2 separate regions of the Gasterosteus aculeatus genome follow, and region 2 is linked to region 1. A link is a contact called in public Hi-C data. All regions are on one chromosome and are shown on one strand. Each heading gives the region's core, a stretch centred on a gene start, on an enhancer-like site or on the middle of the called end of the contact. The rest is flanking DNA. Distances are from core to core; before and after follow the strand shown. Region 1 has its middle 20 kb from the start of gata5. Region 2 holds the start of LOC120828808 (rho-related GTP-binding protein RhoA-C).

The links. Hi-C and Micro-C count contacts between places; a contact is called where the count stands out from the background.
Region 2: a contact with region 1 is called in a Hi-C map of skeletal muscle, with 6 times the contacts expected there. The contact joins the promoter of LOC120828808 here to the enhancer-like site in region 1. A contact is called at or near these places in 2 of 6 Hi-C or Micro-C datasets (both in skeletal muscle).

Annotation. Positions count from the first base shown.
Region 1 is chr2:19,626,615-19,629,314 of fGasAcu3.hap1.1, forward strand. No RefSeq gene overlaps it. Among protein-coding and RNA genes, the nearest start is that of gata5, 20 kb to the left of the region's middle. Within about 2 kb of position 1,382, at least 1 of the 9 cell types and tissues checked has open chromatin away from gene starts, as enhancers often do.
Region 2 is chr2:19,787,088-19,789,787 of fGasAcu3.hap1.1, forward strand. It overlaps LOC120828808 (rho-related GTP-binding protein RhoA-C), which reads left to right and starts at 1,265. Exons shown (of 5, transcript XM_040192418.2): 1 at 1,265-1,450.

The DNA of each region.
Region 1 (2,700 bases), core at 132-2,631:
CAACTGACCGTTTCTGACCTTGAAGGCAACTGCAGGTCAACAAGTGCTGTACAGAGAGCCACCAGGAGGGGGCAGCATAGACATTCTCAGCAGAAAGCCTGGGACATCCCTGCAGTGCGTCTGCACAGGCTGAGACACTGCAGTCAAGTCACAGTGGACTCGATGTTCTTATCCCCGCTGAGTGTTTATTTAAAGGCTAGCAGTCCGTTCGCTCATCAAAATCATATATATATATATATATATATATATATATATATATATATATATATATATATAGTAGTATAGCTTATTATTAACCTCTTGCTTTACAAAGTTTGCAAGCTAGTAATGTGGAAATCAATGTGACAATGTTTCATCCATGACCAGTACAAAATTGTTATTAATATTTACTTTTTTCACTCAATTTGCTTTTTAAACTCAAACTCTCAGCGCCACATATTGTAGCTTGATGGTGAGCGGATGCTCTGTTTGGAATCGCAGCCCAGAGTCCTGTGATGAACCACCACTTACATTGTTTGTGTGTGTATGTGATCGTGTGTGTATGTGATCCGGACATCATCTACTAAAGGTGATCACTGCAGGACCACAACAGATCCACAGTGGCTCACTTGTCATGCCTGAGGAAGTGAGATACGTCGCCTTAAATAAGTTTTTGTCAACAAATATATTTTTTCAGCATATACATTTGAGCAGTGATGCATTTATGAGGTGTTTTTTCCTGTCTCTTTCTCTCTCCAGGGTGGGATGGTCGGTCACTGGGGACTCAGGTAATAGCTCCCAGTTTGTTGAGCTGCGGAGAGCGGGAGGCATGCTGACCATAATCATATTAGGCAGCACTTCACTAAATAAAGCAAAAAGGCCCTCTCATCTAATCCATAGAGCCACTACGTGGGCCTCCGAGGCGGGCATGTGTGTGTGTGTTTGTGACGGCGTGAATAGATTAAGAGTGCATGTGTGTGGTAGGTGTTGGAAGACAGACGAAGAGAGAAATGCATTTTTTTTTTTGAATTATCCATTTTACACTAAACAAAATTACCTCAAAATTTCATACTTTCTTTATGTAGTCATATTAGTGCTTAATCCTCCAACAATCAAGTAAACACATACATGCCCAGTGTGTTTAGTGCACACACACACGCTGTTTATTTGAATTGTGGGCGTTGTGTCCTTGCTGCCTGGGGCCGTTCATGTTTGCTGTCCGAGGCTGTTTTTGACTAAGGGAGTTTCTGCATGGGGGGAAATTTGAGCTTGTTATAAAGATAGAGAGTGTGAGAGAGAGAGAGGATGACAGTCAGGAGGTTTGTATGCATGGTGTCCTAGAGATACCCCTGCTGTTTATTAGAACGTGGCTCTAGGGGTCCTGCCCAGGTAGCTATTCCTGGACAGCACTGAGGCCAGCAATACCAACAGCTGCAAGACCTTTACTGACCTGGGACGGCACAGTCGCAAAGTACAGTCTTTGCAGGCAGCAAAGTCATGTGCATTCTTAAAAGATGGATAAATCAAAAGGTTCAAACTTAAAAAATGTTGTGTGCGTCATTTTTTTTATATTAATGAAGCTGCAGTGTGTCTTTGGTTAAATCACTTTGCATGGTTGTTTTTATTAAAAGGTCAGAGGTTAGGATTAGCTACAGAGCAGCACAGGATCAGCTACAGAGCAGCACTGGAAATGAAGACCTGGGTCTATTTTATTAATTTAAGCTACACAACAAAGCTTCCTCGTGTGAATACAATTGTGATCCAATATAAATTAGTAAATCTTCCCAAAGAAACATGTAGACTGGTGTTTCACAATGGCATTAGAGACAAAACATTCTCATTTATGACCTGTGTATTCCACTTTTAGACGTGTCAGGGGCGACATGGTTTTCAAAATAAACTACTGCATTCAGTTTCTTCTTTTTTTACTTTCATACAGCGTCCTTTCTGACAACAATTCCAACAGTTGTTCATTTTAAAGTTTGTGTAACAAAACTACTTGGTTAGACTAGGTAAAACATTAAGTTTTGCATTTGAATAAGTTCTTTTTTGGGGGTCAAATAAGTATGCTTGTTCCTTGATGTAAGTATGTGGCGTCAGGTGAGTCAGGCTGGTTTCACCCGGTATTTGCGGCTATTCTTGAAACAATTAATGGCGAGGTATGTAATGATATCATTTTGTTTGTAATCTTTGTAATCATGAACAATGAAGTCGTTATTCCAACCAGAACAACCATCTATGTAGGTTTACTTCCTAAATATAGTCAAGTACATCAGTCTTTCACTAAACCTTACTAAGTAGTTTTGTTCCCTGAACCTGAGGTGTTACAGTGGAGGCGGAAGTCTATTTTGAAAGAAGCTGTTGCTTTTTTGGAAAGTATAACATTTTTTATTTGGTTTTGCCAAACCTCCACTCTGGTTTCAGCAACTACTATGAGAAGCTAATCACAACCATTTATTTAGTACGTGTTCTAAATGCCAACTGCGAATAAGAGTCCCTTTGAGTCGTTTTAGAGTCAACAAAGACCTACTACTAATACTAGTCCTTAAGAGAGTTTTCTATTTTTATTTGTGTGTCCCGTTTGAACGCAACAGAAAACAGGGGTAGTAAAAAGGGATATAATATTACGGTGGCTTTTTATTCAGCCTTTCTTTCAAACTAGAATAATTGATTATTGGAACAAGAGACACTAACAAAAAAGGGTCTCTAACAGACTATCTG
Region 2 (2,700 bases), core at 15-2,514, 160 kb after region 1:
CGATTAGTTTTTCCGTTATTCAATTGAGAAACCAAGAAAGAAAAAACTAATCGAAAAACGGGCCGCTTGCCGACATTTTAAGTTTGTGACCCAAATTACTTTTTTGTGTATTTGCCCATTTCCTCCACAAAAAAAGAAAGGTTACAAAGTCAAAATTATGACCTGAGATATGCGCATGCGCAGATTCCTTGCAGCTGGTTGTTGACATCACTATGGTCACAGAGAGGTATCGTTTGTGTTTTAACAACGTCTCGCGTGATGAGTGATCATCATGAGTTCATGATATAGCTTAATTATTTTGAAGGTATTTCAATATTATCTTGGGTCAAGGGAGGGGATCAAACAACATAATCATGATCCCTTAGGCATCCAGAAATGAATTGAAACTAAGTCAATGTATATATGTATGCCCCTTTGCTCACATTCCCGTTCTATATTTCATTCGGCATACATTCTGTTCATAACTGCATTTCACTACTTTTTGCACTTCTGGTTACATGCTTAGTGTATTTTGTTACTTTCATTACCTCCACACTTTGCCTTTGCAGTGAATTTTAAAATTTTAATTTTAATCCAATGCTAAGTAGTACATGTTTTGATAAGTACATCAGTATCAACTTTTATTTCAGACTCAAGGTCCAAATAGTACAAAACAGTAAACATATATATATAAAGATTAAAAAAGAAAAATGCAAGCAAGGTCACAAGCAGAGTATAGACCTACAAAGGCCTTAATACATATTCTGACATTACCAAATGTAATATATCATTTCATATCTCCATAAGTGCAAAAGGAAACTGATGGAAATAGCTAAAGAAATAACTTAGTCTTCCCCGGAAATAATTTGTGTAATGTTATTTAACTGACAGATTTTAACAAAATATTACTGTATTTTATCTTGTCTTGAATTCAGCTGTAAAGCGTTCATTTACTTCTTGTACGTCTACTTAAATATTTTTTCTAATGTTTTTAAGTAACTTTCAACTCAAAACGCAAATCCGTTGTCACGTGTTCTTGCTAGATGTTGGTGATCTGTAGCGGACTAGTTTTTGTACTGACATTACAGACTATGTTTATCATCATTCATGTCCATCTTCAGACAATAATATTGGGTTCTAGTCCATCCGCTTTCACAGCTTCTTGTCTGCCCAAGTCCAAACTACACGTGTCAAACTCTGACGGCACAGTTTGAATGCAAAGTGAGGGCAAAATATCAACGAGGCAAACCGGCCATATATATAAATAATTCAGGGTAAAACCATCAGATAAAACTGGGCAATTTGTACGTGCATTAGTTGGTTGGCTGAGTCACTAGTCACTCATTATTCCGCCGTGTCCAATTGGCCTAAAGTACATATTATGGGCGGGCGTTATCTCCGTGGCACTGGGGGCGTGACTGATAGGTCCGACAGGAAAAACTAAAGAAAGGCGAGGATATCCAATAATACGGTAAAAATGCTGTAAAAGTAACTCCTCGCATTGGGTATTTGCTAACTTGGTTTGAATATCAGGTTAGGTGTTAGAACCAAGCGATGTATAGAGCTCTTAAAATGTTAGATATCTAGTTTGACCAGAGGCCAGGTCCCCCGGAAAACTCAGCAAAGTTAGCAAGCTAATAGTTAGCCTCCTTAGATGGAATGGCAACCGCTGCTAGCTAGAAGTACTCTTTCGTTAAGAAATAGAGGCTAAATGAGGAAGTCAATGTACTTTAAGGCGACATTAGGATAGCAAGGTATATATAAGGAGAAGCAATTCCCTAGAGATTGAGTTGACATACGCTATAGCCCTTTGCACGAAGAGGTAAACGGCAGTGAGGAAGTGAATTTAAGTTATAATTATACAGAAAACGTTACGTCAGACCTTTGAGCACTTACTCGGATATTAGCCATTTTCTACAGTTCCACGTCTACATATTTGACTCTCTAACGCGGGTAAAATGTTCATATATCAACATCAGCTGGTGTCACTGTGGCTGTGGGCTAAATGCCATGTGAATGAGGAGATCCATCCACCAACGAGCTCTAGATGCTTCCACTGAGTTGTATACAGGCACGATGGTTTAGTGACGCACATATTCCAAATACGCGTGTTTAGGACAACAGCCGTGGCAGGTTAGAGGTTAACACCGTGACATCTAGTCACCATGATGTGTCGATTTAGGTAATCTTTAAACGGGAGGAGATTGCTTTTATGTTATGAAGTGATTTATTGTCACAGGTTTTGTTGATTTAAGAACAAAGTTTTTCAGTCAAATTCTTGCTCTAGAGATTTTTGACGAATACAACACAAGGTCACATTTATTATCTGTTGTCTAAAGTGTAACACGCGTCAGTCGTGTCACAGAATGTAAAGGGACCTGCTTCTATTGTATTTCCCATCACACTGAGCACATCACATACATTAGCACATAAACATTGGACAGAGGAAACGGTTGATGTCAAGTAGTCGGCGTTCGTAAATCGATGGAGTGAATGTGAGTAAATGAACCTTTGTTCGGGCAAGTGGACACAAGAGACCAATCTTTCCAGAGTCTTAATAATAATAAACCAATCAAAGTCATGGATCCGCAGTTCAACGTTGTGTTAATGCAGGGCACTTATTTTTTTTAAATCTCCGGTTAGATTGAAGAGTAAAAAGGGCCTCGCACATGAGAAGACCGGAAACTGCAGTGCCACTGTCAAAGCGCCGAGCTGGAAACG